Regions from separate parts of the Rattus norvegicus genome. Here all the other regions are linked to region 1. Evidence: chromatin contacts called from public Hi-C data. All regions are on one chromosome and are shown on one strand. Each heading gives the region's core, a stretch centred on a gene start, on an enhancer-like site or on the middle of the called end of the contact. The rest is flanking DNA. Distances are from core to core; before and after follow the strand shown. Region 1 has its middle 130 kb from the start of U2l1. Region 2 has its middle 230 kb from the start of Btg1. Region 3 holds the start of Btg1 (BTG anti-proliferation factor 1). Region 4 has its middle 68 kb from the start of Btg1. Region 5 has its middle 130 kb from the start of Btg1.

Region 1 (2,729 bases), core at 105-2,604:
ATGCTACAAACAATGCTTTAACTAAGTGCCCCAAACAAAAATACCCCGCACTGAATATTTATATTTTTAGTTGCCCCACATAATGTATATGCATATTGTATTAATTATATATATTTAAAAAGTAAGGGGGAAAGATGGATATCACTGTAACTCTAATCCAGACACTGCTGAAAATTTAGTCCACCCAAGATGAAAAAATCTACAAAAATCCCTTGTTAAATAAAAAGGTACTCCTATTGAAAAACTCGTGTGTGTGTGTGTGTGTGTGTGTGTGTGTGTGAGAGAGAGAGAGAGAGAGAGAGAGAGAGAGAGAGAGAGAGAGAGAGAGAGAGAGAGAGAGAGAGAGAGAGAGAGAGAGAGAGAGAGAGAGAGAGAGAGAGAGAGAGTTATCTCCACACATCGTGAATTGTTTTTGGATCAAGCCTGAATACAATATATTTTAGGCTTTCCTTTCCTAAAAGGGTAATTCAGAGCCGGGGGAGGAGGGGAGAGGAGAGGAGGCGCAGGTCCATTTCTGACTTAGTTGTTTACAAAAAGCACATGCTAATGTAACAGTGTATACGGAATTAAAGAGAAAATGTCAAACACGCCGTGACATCCAAAACACATTCAGCTGTTGCCTTTTACTATGGAGACTTTCATTCTACAGCGGACTGCCTCCAAGACCCAGTGTTTTTGTGTGTTGGGTTAAAAATAGCCTGCCAAGCCTGACAACTAGATTCTGATTGGTCCGTAAGGGCGGCCGTTCAGCCAATGAGAGCTTCTGGGAACAAAAGCAATTCTTTTGTGTGTGTGAGATGCTCAACCCATGTCAAAACAGCTTCGGGCTGTAGAAATGATTTGGGTAGAGATTTAACAAGGTAATAATGCATTTTAGCCCTCTGAAAGGTTTGAAGCGGAACAAAGAGGGGGGTGGAGTGAGGGGGAGCAGGGGAAATCTACAAAAGAAATGAAACCAGCGCTTAGCTTTTACCGATGAATCATGCGGGTGTTCGTGCTACAAGCATTATTCTTTTCCTTTCCCGACGTCCCCGAGACTTTTACTTACTTTTCAGGCATTTTCTCGTCCCAAACAAAAAGTCATCAAAGACTTTTGACTAACGTGCTCGTTTGCTGTTACGATTCGTTGGCAAGAAGAAAGGGGAAAAAACCTCTTCTTATTAAATGTCACAAAGAGAAAACAAAGACCTATGATTTGTGCACAGTGAGTAGTGAAACTTTGAGCTGTAGATTCTGGATATCAAACACAGCCCACATTCTCAAAGACAGTTCCTGGTCCGTGTACTGATAGCTCTCTAGATTAGGAAAACAAAGAGGGACTTGATGGGAGACAGTTCTGGGTGCTGGCCGCCTTGAAAGCATCGGACCGCCAGGGGTCGCTGTTGCACAGTAGACGAATCTCTACTGCGTGGGCTTCTCTGTAATCTTTAAGGAAAGAAATAGGATGTGATGGGTACCTTTAGACCAAAGAGGAGGGATGGGGGGCGCTGTCGCTATTTGAAATCCTTAAGCATGGCTTTTGATCAACACTATGGGACAAAGCAACTGAAAACAAGATTTACTATACAGGGAATTTAGTGCCACAGAAGACAAATGTTCGTACAGGAACTTGGAATTGTGACTTAAGACAGGCTCTCCTAAACCACATCGCGATTTTAAACTAGATTACAATAACGACAATAAAATGGTGTCACTGATGCCTTATAGTCTCCAACATTTTTATGCGAGCAACCCGTGTAATGTACCCAGTCCAGACGTGTTTTGGCAAAAGAATTCAGATCATACATGGTTTACATATTAACCACAGAGAAAACTATCTGTTCAGCACACGTTTTCCTCTTGAGCATAGATTTCACGATACAGGATTCATAAACGAAACCTAACAAACCTTTACTCCTGGTGTGGCATCTAAAAAAGCCAAGCTTCTGGGTAAAATAGGAACAAAAGTTTATAGTCTAATTGGGTGTGTTAAACCCACGATACCCAAATATTTTCTGTTTGGGAAAAAGCATAATATATTTATCTGTGAAAGATTATTCCAAAGCACATATTGGAAGCTGGTTTTTCCATTCATATTCATCTAGCAAAACTGAAAGAGCAGTGCACTTTTCTGTTTCCTATTACGCTCAATTATAATGCTTTGTACACATTTATAAGGAACTAAAAGACAAAGAATAAAATTTACTTATTAATTATATTTCTCAACAACTGTACTCCCAGAAGACGGTGTGATTGTGTGCATGCACGCAGTCAGCATTCGATAGCTCCAAACAACGTCTATTCCCTTAAGCACTGTTGTGACTTTTATGAAGTTTGCTTAATCGGGTTGTCCTAACAGCAGCTAGAGGAATTGATCGTTGGGCAGGTAGGTATAATTGTGGTAGGGAGCCCAGGAGCTTTAACAGAAATAGCGTGAGGTGGCGGCAGTGGAAGAGCGTTTGGCCACCGTATGTATACCGCATTGGTCATGTTCTATACTTGCTCAGCTCCAGGCCTTGAAGCTGCCCCGATGCCAGACCCTTCCCCCGGGCAAGCGCCAATCCCTAACACTATTAAAGATCCTCTGCTATGCTTGCAGACAGGAGTGTATTGCCCTTGAGAGGCTCCACCCAGCAGCTGATTCAGACAGATACAGACACGGACAGCCAAACAGAACGTGGAGCTTGGGGACTCTTATGGAAGAATAGGAGGATTGTGGGCCGGAAGGGGATAGGAACTCCACAGGAAGA
Region 2 (2,729 bases), core at 118-2,617, 970 kb after region 1:
TTTGTTGCTATTTGTTTTCTGATGCAGGCTCTCATGTAGCTCAGGCTAGCCTCAAACTTGCCTTGGAGCTAAGGATAACCTTTAGTTTATGATCCTCCCATCTTCACCTCCTGAGTTTTGGGATTACTGGTAGGTGTTACCTTGTCCAGTGTAGGGAGTGCTAGGGATTCAACCCATCCTCATCCGAGTTTGGCCTGTGGGACTGGGATGGGGCCTGAGCACTGGGAGTTTGGTGAAGAGCTGCCCTGGTTACGCTAATCTGTAGCAGAGCTGGAGAATCTGAACTCAGCTAGTGATTTTCAAAGTTGACCGAGCATCAAACCCCATGAGGGGAGACCAGGAATGCTGAGAGAGCTCAGCGACCTTCCCACCTCAAAACTGAGCTGTGCCGGAGCCTGGGTATATGTGGCCTTCTTCCCTCCCTTCTTCCCTCTCTTGTTTCCCCCTTCTCTTCCCTCACTCTCTCTCTTCCCTTCCAAGGATTTCATTGGTGCCTTTGTTGCTAATATGTTGTCTTGTTTCTCTTCGTAAATTTTTTCACAGTTAACAACCCATTTGCATCTGTTTGTGGTATGTAACAGGATGGCTTGCTGTATGCATAAGATGTGGAATGGCTCCATTGAGCTAACAAGCATGCTGTCACAGGCTTACCTTTCTTCGTTTCTCGCCAGTGCCCACATTTGCAGTGCCTCCCTAAGCCAGGATCTAGGTCACGTGCTGAGGAGAATCAGTTTTCAGAACTGTCTGGCTTCGCAGGCCCCATCCCCTCTCACACTTGGCACAATGCATTACTGTTGACTAATTTGCATGTCTCTTTCTGGCACTAAAACCTAAGGATACCAGCTCCTTTAGAAAAGAAAACAAAACAGCAACAACAAAAACAAAATACATAACTAACTGACAACAAAAGTGCGACCTTTCTTTGGTCTCTACATTATATGGCAGATGTCCAGCAAATGGTTGTGCACTGAATAAATGAGGACTGGTTATGACAGTGAAAGGCCAGCCTGCAGCAAAGGTCCCGCCATCTAAGGCATCTGATCTAATAACAGCCCCGTGTTTCAGAGCTTTCGTCTAGAAGGGGAGGGCTTCTGTCTTGAGATCTGGTGGGAGGGCTGGCATGGCAAAGCCCTTGTCAGAACACCAGAATAAAAAGGCTTTATGCAAAAGCAGATTGTATGACATTACATCAACAACACTCCTTTTAAAACTGACATTTAATGAGTATCTCTATCAATAAAGGCCTTTTAAGAGCTCTCCATAAAATGTTGTGAAAAACGAGAACATTTAAAACACGGGCAAACAATGAACCCCATTCACACAGCTTCCTCACACGCTTTCTCCAGCGTCCTGGACTCAACGGGCTCACTTATTCTCCGCTGGCGAGGTTGGCACATGTTAACCATATTGATTGTCTGATTAGACATAGAGCCCGTGGCAATGAGAGCTTACAAGAGGAACCCATTTGTCCCTCTGGGTTAGACATGGATGTCAGACTTAATACACATTCAACCACAAAGCAATGGAAGCAGGTAGGAATGTGTGATTCCCAGGGAAATTAGACTCCTGTGCTGGACAGTAACTTCATTGTTTCAAGTAAACTTTGCAAAGTGATTCCAAAGAGATGTTTAAACAAGGGTTTACTAATCCTTACTAATTTCTAAAGGAGCTACTCTCCAGGAAAAACGGGCTGTCCCTTGTTCTTCATTGATCTATAAAGCATTAAACAGCAACAGTGTGAGAATATGCTGCCATAGCTCTTTTGGGTCTGAAACACAGAACTGACAATGTGATATTTTGGTGGAGGATTTGCATGGGGGTGGGGTGGGGGAGTTGGTTGTTGTACTTTCCGAGACCTTCTGCTTGGATGACCACTAGAAAAACAGGTTATTCCCTGAGATGCAGAAGCCAATTCCTGGTGTTATCATCAATAATGTCAGAGAAAACCCAATATGAGAGCTCCTTTGAGTTTCTGATCAAACTATTTTCTCTGTAGCTCTGTACCTCTCCGTGCCTCTCTGTTCACTACCATTGGATTGGATTCTCAGACTTGAAAAATGTCAAGATATTTGGATGCTGACTTTTTAAATCAAGTCTATCATTGTTGAACTGCATTCGACACCACTATAAGCAAATGAACAGTGGATTGGAAATGATCCAGTTAGAAATTAGAGATTCTACAGGTTGTGCTTGGATTTTCTTTTAACAACCAAAGGTGGGGAGATACTGGTGGGGGAGCTCTACCCCCTCATAGGAGAAGGGGAGGGGAGATGAGGAGAGGGACTGTGTGAGGGTGGAACAAGGAGGAAGAGGGCAGCCATTGGGATGTGAATAAGGTAAAAAAACAAACAAACAAACAAACAAACAAACAAATAAATGGGGAAAAAAAGAAAAGCAAAATTTACCTAAAATCTATTGGTTATACAGTTGGGATTTAGAGCTGAGAGTGTGGTCAAGCAGAAACAAGTCCCTTCAGGTGTCCATTGTGTATATGTGGTTGATTTCCTGGTCAGTCGATTCTTATATTAGCACCACTGCCTTCATAGCTCCCTCGTTTCCATTGCATGAGAAAGCTGTAAAACACAGGTAGAACCGTTCTTAGCCTTGTTGGGCCCATGTCCAATGTTGAAATGGAGGCCATCTATCTTTTTTCTAAATATTAGAAGGTACGGCTTGGGAGTGCTCAGTCGGCAAAGTGCTTGCTATGCAAACACGAGGACCAAAGTTCT
Region 3 (2,729 bases), core at 123-2,622, 740 kb after region 1:
CCAAAGCAAAAAATCAAATCTATCCATCCATTATAAGATGATCCATCCATAGACTATATCTTAACCTGATACAGTCATCATATTGTAGTTTTTGGAAGGGCTTGTTCTGCCCAAGAGAAGTTCCTCCTTACAGCTGATTCTGCTGTCTACCATTTGCACGTTGGTGCTGTTTTGAGAGCTACCTCCCGCTGGTGAGGCTTCATACAGCACACAGATGGAGCCATCCTCTCCAATCCTGTAGGACACTTCGTAGGGGTCAACCCAGAGTGTGAGTTCACTTGGGAGAAGCCTGAACAACTCTTGACTGCTCAGTCCAATCCGCTGGGCTGCCTGTCCAATCAGAGGATCCATCTTATGGTTGATGCGAATACAACGGTAACCTGATCCCTTGCACGGCTTTTCTGGGAACCAGTGATGTTTGTAATGCTCTGTGGAAGGAAAGAACAGAAACAATGCTTAGAACCGTAGTAACCTAAGCCGTACTGTACTGTTACTTTCCTCCTCCTGTCAGCTTCTTGGAGAAGCGAAAACCAAAACCACCAACTTTTACAAATGTCCGGGACTGAATTCGCTCTTGCGAGACCGAATGGAGAAAAGCGCAGTGTGGCAAACACTGTCCGGGTACTGACCGGTTGAGCCGCCAAAACAGGAATCGCGCGCGCAGCCCGGGATGGCCAACTAGCTAGAAGGCACAGGCGACCGGGCGGGAACCTGTTTACTTTCTCCACCCCAACGGGGTCGCATACAATAGACTTTATGGCTTTAGTGGGGGTTAAGAGTAAGACAACGCCACTATGGTCAGTTAACCCCAAAGGAAAGAAAACCAAGAAACTCTAAACCAAGATCTGGGCTGGGTTGTAATTGTACCGGTGACAAATCCGATGATTAATGGGCAAGAGGCATAGGAGGTGCGGAGCCCTGGCACGTCCGTCCCGGGCCGGGTCGGGTCAGAGGAACGGCGGCGACAAGCCACTCAGGAGCTCAGCCGCCGACCCTCGCAACGGTCGCGGCGACCTGGCAGAGGGGACTGACCGGACTCCGGGCCCTGGGTCTTTTGTTCCCCGCCACCCGCCGGTAGCCGTCGGGGCGCAGCTCCGCGTCGCACCGCTTCGGATCCTTTGTTGTGCGTGTCGCGGCGCCCTGCCGCCCAGCCCCCCCCCCCCCAGCCACGACCGGGACGCGCCCGTTAGTGGCGACCCGCGACGGGTCCCGTGACCCGCTCACCTGCCAGCAGTTCCTGCAGGCTCTGGCTGAAAGTCTGCAGCTGTCGCTCGCTCGTGAGCCCCTTGGTGCGGAGGAACTTGGAGATGAAGGACACCGCGGCGGCGATCTCGCCTATCATGGTGGCGGCCCGAGTGTAGAAGGGATGCATGGGGGCGGCGGCCGGGGGTGGCCCGGGGCGGCCGGGGCTCGGCCCCGACGGCGGAGCGGCCACCCCGGGCTCCCGCCCAGACCCGACGGCCGAGAGGAAGCGAGGGCGCGAGGCGCGGACGGCTACTGGTTCTAGGGGATTTTTTTTCTTTCCTTTAGAGTAAAAAAGTTATTTTCAAGCCAGGAGGCGGCAGGAGAGACAGAGAGAGACGAGCGATGGCGGCCTGGTCACATCGCTCGGACCTCCCCAGCCGCCTCCGCCTCCAGCTCGGTAGCCTCCGAGGATCCCAAGAGTTGCATTTCCAGCTCCGAGGGGCGAAGAGCTGCCGCCGCCGTGCAGCTCATTTTATAGTGCTGCGGAAAGGAAGTGGCGTACCTGGAGCGTGAGGGAGGACGCCAGCCAATCCGGAGATCGCACCATTGTGACGCAGGCAGATTCGGAGCCGGAGGGGGCGGGAGAAGGGCCGCCAGGGGGCGTGCCCAGAGGCCGGGAAGAGAGGGAGGAGCTGACGTAATCTGCTTGTAAACAAATAAACCCCGAGTGGCAGCCTGAGACGCAGGAGCGGTGGAGGGTGGAGAGAGAGGCCGAGGAGGCGCGTGTGAAAGCTCCGCCCCCAAGATAACTCCGCCTCGGACCCTGGCCAGTGGGGACCCGGCAGTCCGGGTCCCCGCTTCTGGTCTGGGATTCTAGACTCAATTATGGTGGTGTGTCCGGATCGGCAGGACCGGGGTTCGGTCTCCGCAGCCCCTGCCCCGTGCGTACCCCATTTTACATCTGATTCCAGCTCCAGACGGCTTGGCTGGCAGCTCTGGAAGGAGGAGCGTGCGGCGGCAGAGTCTGGGGCTCCGGTGAATGCGGGGAATGGAAGGACCGGCTCCCAGGAGCTATCCTGCTGCTTAATCCGAGCCATTACCCTAAGGGGCTGCAGACACCCGGGAACCCACTGCTCCGGGAAAGGTGGAAATGTGTCTGTAAAAGTTTAATTGGCAAACAGGTAGTAAGTAAGGCCGGTGTGGCTGTTATTTCAGAAGAAAATATAACAGAATCTGTTCAAAACAAAACAAGGAAGGTGGTTTTTGAAAATAATATGTATTTTATGCATATGTACTATACACACAACCAAATTTGTTTTTTATTAAATTTTTGTAGTTCAAGTAATGTCAGAACTTTAAAGTTGTGCTGCTATTAAGACAGACGAAAAATAAAACTTGAACCTTGTTCAGAATGTTAAACCTAGACACCCTCATTCACTGGCAAAGTTGCTTGAAAACAGCCTGGAAAGAAGGAAGGCATGAGCCTGCTAAAACTATTAGGCCCAAAATAGGGTTAACCCAACTCTATTAAAGTAGGAGAGGGG
Region 4 (2,729 bases), core at 129-2,628, 670 kb after region 1:
AAAGGACAAGAGTGGGGCGTCCGTGTTGACAATCAGATTCTGAACTGATGATTGGGCCAACCCTTGATGGATTCAGACTAGGATGGCTTTTACTGAGAGGTGGGAGCCTACTTGGAAACAGTATGTCTCTCGGTGTCTCTGTTCCTCTGTCTCTATCTGCCTCTCTCTGTGTGTCTGTCTCTGTCTCTGTCTCTCTCTGTCTCTCTGTCTCTGTCTCTGTCTCTCTCTGTCTCTGTCTCTCTGTCTCTCTCTCTCTCTGTCTCTCTCTCTCTGTCTCTCTCTTTCTCTGCCCATCTGTATCACATGCTCCCTCCTTCCACATTCTGCCCAAGCACACCAGGCTAAGCACCCCTGTCCTGAACCTATGTATTTACGACAGGCATTTTATCATGACAGGGGCATGTGATGCATAGGCAGTTGCCCTACGTGGAGCCATATTATCCAACCAGCCAACATTGGTGCAAACCACCTAAGTCAAGGGTAACTAACTTCAAACCAGCCTATCATCCATTTGCTCAATAAGAAACCACTGAACCCCTCCTGTTCTGTGCTAGGAGCTGGGGATTTGTGGGTGGCCATGACAACCTCTTAATATTTGATAGATCGGAGTCAGTTGATCGAATGATCAATGTGAATACATTGTATGTAGCAGGGTATTTTGACTTCTTATTCTAAAAAGTGGGTGGGGCTGACCTATCTTTAACAAGACAGTAGACTCTGGTCCTGTCAAAAACCAGGGGGACTTTCCAGGGACCCAGCAATTCTCTCTGACCCAACTTCATCAGAGGAAGGGAGTAGTAAATGAAAGGGCACTCAACCATCCTTCTTCCCACAACCAGCACATAGCAAAGCAAATTTTTCTCATTAGTGTTTGAGGTAGAAGTTATGGGTAACTTGCTTCTCTTCTGTCTTCATACTTAACTCAAACATTCTTTGATTGCCAACATCTATAAAGAAATACCATGCACAGACTGTTTTATGTTCCAACACCATGAACCACCGCTGCCCCCAGCCAACCATCCCCACCCCAAAGATTTCTCTTCATCCTCTTCCAAAACCCCTACGTGGGTCTCCCTTAGAAGGTCAAGATGGCTGAAATAGAGGCAGTGATTGAGACAAGGCTGTAGCCAGTCACTGACAGGCTTATTAAGTAAACACCACTGAGGAAACACAGAGCATCGTCTGGTGCTGTGAGTTTGGATCCTGAATCTGTAAATATACAAAGGGAGAAAGAGCTTTCGGTGTCTCGAGGCGTTTTCTGTCCAGGAGCCAAGACGTTCAGTTGCACATGTGTGTTTTTTGCAGACTCCTGGCTTGCACTTCTCTTCCTTATTCTGGCTGCCCCCTGCACTACTCTTGGCAAGCCTCACTCTGGAGAGGTCTGAAAAAGTTTCCATCCAGGCGGTTCCTTTGGTTAATCATTAGCAGCTCTGGTAAAAGCTGCTGGGGTGGGGGTGGGAGGTTTGAAAGAGCTAACTGTGGGGGAAAATCTCAGAGTCCATTCATTTGAGAGACTTAAGGACTCTTATCCTGGTATACTGAGATTCCGCTGGGCATCAGTGAGACACGACACTAAGAAATATTATCTAATCACTTCTCTGTATCTAACATAAGCTGTGTGACATTGGTCAAAGGAGAGAGAAGGTCATTGGAAAATACACAGGTTAGAAACAGTTCATCTTAACAGACCATCTAGGTGTTTCTATCTCCCATTTTACAAAGTTAGACTTGAAACCCCAAGCCATTCAACTTTGCCCATTTTAGAGCATCTTTACTTAAGTAAACAAGGAGTGTCAACTTGTTGCTCTCCTCAAAGCTCTTTTCAATCTGTTAGCCTGTGAATCACGCAACCCAGCAAGAAACAAACAACCTCTCTTGCAGTTTCCACACTTTTCTCTTCCTGGCCGGGATTTCACAGCAAACTTTGGGGACATATAAACAAGGCAGTATCCTGCACATAAAGATGACAGAGCTGTTGTTCACTCATTAGCTGTCAATATAACATGGCTCTCACTCCCCCGTGGCTGTGGCCTCACCCTTGTTTATATTGCTCTGTCCCTTCAGTTTAGAGGACATTAAAAAGCAGAACTGGCTTGGCTGTTTTACGTTGATGGTGAACTTTATGCCTCAGTTGTGTTGCAACCCCAGAGTTTACTCAATTCCACCTGGCAATTCAGTTCTTTGAGATAAAGGAGGTCTCTCTGGGGGGAGGCCAGTAACAGTTTCTCTTCTGGGTCTCTCGTTGGCAGACAGCTGGTGGCACATTTAAAACAGTCATATGACTAGAGGGATGGGGGTGAGGGGTGTGGGTGTGTGTGTAACTTTTTAACAGTTAAAATCAAAACTAGTGGAACCTAAAGGAAGCTATTGCCTTGTCACAGAACCTAAGGTATCTTCTTCAGGACTTTGTAAGGATGCCTTTTAGGAAATCACCCTTTGGGGACAGGGTGTGTGACAGATTTTGGAACTGTCAGAAAGAATCCTAGAATAACCAGTGAAAACTTCAAATATCTCCTATTTTCTCACTCTCACAAGCACTGTCAGGTTTGAATCAATTTCTCATAATTGAAGTGAGAGTTGCATTTGTTGATCTTCTTTTGCAAGTCCTGTATGTAGCTGTTTACTTTTAGAAAACTACAGTGAAAATAACAAACTAACCTTAGTAATAATTTTATGTGGAAGCAGTACATGCAAGGCACGTGAAGGAAAATGGCAGAGGACACTGCAAT
Region 5 (2,729 bases), core at 152-2,651, 610 kb after region 1:
GAACATGTTTAGATCTCCGAGGTTTGGCCTTGTCTCAGCCTGAATCATCTGACTCAAAGCAGTGACAAGAATTATCTTTAAGGCCTTCTCTTCCCACCCATCACACACACACACACACACACACACACACACACACACACACACACACACACACACTTTATACCACTCTGTGTTGGAGCTAATCAGCTGTGAGAATGTAACCAATCATCTCTTTTGCTGCACCTAAAATTTTCTCACAAAAACCATGAAAAACTTGGCATGAGCTGTGTAGTATGTTCCTTGCAAGGGCAAAATACCCTGGGCCATTTTATTGCTCCAGATTTGTTTGTACTCAAAACTAAACAAGAGCCAATACGTGTCCCAGGACAGAGAGATCTGACCTAGTGATAATGCACACATCAGAGGACGCTCCAAGTCAAATATAAAGATACCCATGGATGTGCATGAATCACGGGTGTTGAGCAAGACAGCAACAATCGCACTGGCAACACAGAACCAGACAGATCTCGAGAAGTTGGAATAAGCAAGCTCCCAATGAACAGACTGCAAGCTGTCAGAAATATTAACAAGGAATGATCTTTCTCTTTAGCAAAATATTGCCTACTTCTCCTGCATAGGCAATGAAATTGGAACTAGAAACTTGGAGAGCGGTTTGGGCAAAGTAAGTCACCAATTCTTTAGTCTATGAACACTGCATTGCCTCAGGAAAATCATGAATCATAGCGTGGATTTAGCTCGTACTATGCAAGGATGCTAACTCTAACCTTAACCTTAATCCACACGAGAACGAAAAGGATGTTTTATAGATCAATGAAGTTCTTAGATTTTACATTATAATCTCAAAAGGAGAAGTCCATGATAAAAATCAGTAGTTCTCACCAATGGATAAAAACAGTTTACCTTAAAGAATGGAGGAATAGCCATGTCTGATAGTACACACTTGTCTTCTCAGAACTCAAGAGAATAAGGCGGGAGGATCAAGAGTTTGAAACTACACAGCAAGAAATCTCCAACTCACAAGTCAAATAACAGGAATGCAGGAAGCCTTCTTAAAATAGTGCATTTGATGGAAAACATGTTTGGCCAGGCAGAGAGTGATATATGCCTGTGATTGCAATACACAGGAAGAAAAGGCAGGAGCCAGCTTGGACTACATTACAAGATTTCAACACAGAACTTCCTAATACACTATTAGTTAATCTTTGTACTGGTTAAAATGTCAAGAAATTTAGTAATGCTATTCCAGAAAATGGTGTGGCTGTCAATTAAACATGTGGGAAAATATCGATTTCGCTAAAGAGACGTATAAAGTCCTTTTGAAGTGAGTACATTTAAAGAAACTTGTTTTGGGCAATGCCACTTGCATCATGGGTCCTGGCTCTCCTCCACGCCATCATAGCTTTTCAGAAGCCACTAGCACCAGTGCAATTTGTCCTGGTGATGCACTCTTTGCCACTGGACAGAGCATACACAAGAAGTGAAAACCAGGGTTAGAATTTAACTGTTGGTTTGGGGTGTGTGTGTGTGTGTGTGTGTGTGTGTGTGTGTGTGTGTGTCTGTCTGTCTGTCTGTCTGTCCAGAAAGGAGCAAAAGGCAGACTGAACAGACATTTCTACCTATCCCAATTACTCTGATGAAATCAAATAAATGCACAATTTCATAAGAGCATTGGAAATCAGAAGGAATGGTGAACCACCTCAAAGTCAGAACTGTGAAACCCAGGAACTGGCGCAGAAAGACTCATAGGCAAATAGCTCAGAGTGGATGGTGAGGAGCACTTCAGGCAGGAAGGTCACGGACAACTTCTATCTAGGACTAAGTGGTACTGCGCACTTAGAGTTAGTATGCTGGTCTACCAAACGGCCCCTCTGTGTCCTGAGGTAAGTGAGAAAAAGAACAGTTAGCCCAGAAATGACAGCAGTTAACTGTGGCTCAGACCAAACAGACATGGTCCACCAGTCACTCAGTGGCACCCTTGAGACCATCTGCAATTCAGACCTCCTCCTACCAGGGTCTCTGTCTCATCCTCGTTGTCACAGCAGACAAGATCTTAAAACCCGAATCAATATGCATTGAAATACATGTCCCAATAAAAGTAAGAAGCCAAGAGAAGAAAATATTCCACATAAAAAAAATTAAAGACGCGATTCAGTTTCAACCATTTTAAATCACTGATGCAGAGTATAAAGTTATTATTTTATTATAATTCAGAATTAAAATTTCAAATGATCTCAAATTTGTAGTTGGTGAAGCATAAGAAAATGAATGTGCCCTTCATTTTGTTTTTTGAGAAACCTATAAATGCTGATAAACTCTGTAGTCAAAACTAATTATGTTGAAAAACCTTATGAGGTTAAGAGTAAAGCTTCCAGATAAACAGAATAGATTAAATTCTTGTTTATTTTGTTTCCTTTTGAGATATTACTAAAAGAATTCAAGGGAAATTAAACATACACACAGGCACGAAGTCTGAGTGAGATGGCACCAGGCCTTGAGAGTCTTCTCTCTACCTGGAGCTGTGTGATTGCCTCTAGTGTACCTGAAGAGGAAAGGAAAACAGAGGTCCGCAACATCAAATTTGAAAAGTTCTGTGCTCATGGAACATGATGCGCCATGGATACATCAAATGAAATCTCCATTCAAAGGTTTGTGAAGCCCATCAACTGCAGCAGGATTCCCTACCTGCCCTTTCCCGCCCCGCCCCGCCCCGCCCCTAAGGTAGGGTTTCT

What was found. Hi-C and Micro-C count contacts between places; a contact is called where the count stands out from the background.
Region 2: a Hi-C map of Schwann cells shows a contact between it and region 1, with 4 times the contacts expected there. The contact joins two enhancer-like sites. A contact is called at or near these places in 1 of 12 Hi-C or Micro-C datasets (Schwann cells) and 1 of 1 datasets of contacts at active chromatin or transcription factors (oligodendrocytes).
Region 3: a contact with region 1 is called in a Hi-C map of liver, with 5 times the contacts expected there. The contact joins the promoter of Btg1 here to the enhancer-like site in region 1. A contact is called at or near these places in 11 of 12 Hi-C or Micro-C datasets (the A7r5 cell line, the Rat2 cell line, Schwann cells and 7 more) and 1 of 1 datasets of contacts at active chromatin or transcription factors (oligodendrocytes).
Region 4: a Hi-C map of liver shows a contact between it and region 1, with 4 times the contacts expected there. The contact joins two enhancer-like sites. A contact is called at or near these places in 2 of 12 Hi-C or Micro-C datasets (kidney and liver).
Region 5: a contact with region 1 is called in a Hi-C map of liver, with 6 times the contacts expected there. The contact joins two enhancer-like sites. A contact is called at or near these places in 3 of 12 Hi-C or Micro-C datasets (Schwann cells, kidney and liver) and 1 of 1 datasets of contacts at active chromatin or transcription factors (oligodendrocytes).

The regions. Positions count from the first base shown.
Region 1 is chr7:33,964,951-33,967,679 of GRCr8, reverse strand. No RefSeq gene overlaps it. Among named protein-coding and RNA genes, the nearest start is that of U2l1, 130 kb to the right of the region's middle. Within about 2 kb of position 1,354, at least 79 of the 93 cell types and tissues checked have an H3K27ac peak or open chromatin away from gene starts, as enhancers often do. A contact at or near this core is called in the A7r5 cell line, Schwann cells, liver and 1 more, where this site is marked.
Region 2 is chr7:32,996,054-32,998,782 of GRCr8, reverse strand. No RefSeq gene overlaps it. Among named protein-coding and RNA genes, the nearest start is that of Btg1, 230 kb to the left of the region's middle. Within about 2 kb of position 1,367, at least 8 of the 93 cell types and tissues checked have an H3K27ac peak or open chromatin away from gene starts, as enhancers often do. A contact at or near this core is called in Schwann cells, where this site is marked.
Region 3 is chr7:33,226,792-33,229,520 of GRCr8, reverse strand. Btg1 (BTG anti-proliferation factor 1) reads right to left here and starts at 1,372. Exons shown (of 2, transcript NM_017258.2): 1 at 1,225-1,372; 2 at 1-428. The coding sequence starts at 1,372. The coding sequence ends at 61. LOC102550725 (a long non-coding RNA gene) reads left to right here and starts at 1,896. Exons shown (of 3, transcript XR_005486879.2): 1 at 1,896-2,366.
Region 4 is chr7:33,294,705-33,297,433 of GRCr8, reverse strand. No RefSeq gene overlaps it. Among named protein-coding and RNA genes, the nearest start is that of Btg1, 68 kb to the right of the region's middle. Within about 2 kb of position 1,378, at least 5 of the 93 cell types and tissues checked have an H3K27ac peak or open chromatin away from gene starts, as enhancers often do. A contact at or near this core is called in liver, where this site is marked.
Region 5 is chr7:33,352,478-33,355,206 of GRCr8, reverse strand. No RefSeq gene overlaps it. Among named protein-coding and RNA genes, the nearest start is that of Btg1, 130 kb to the right of the region's middle. Within about 2 kb of position 1,401, at least 1 of the 93 cell types and tissues checked has an H3K27ac peak or open chromatin away from gene starts, as enhancers often do. A contact at or near this core is called in liver, where this site is marked.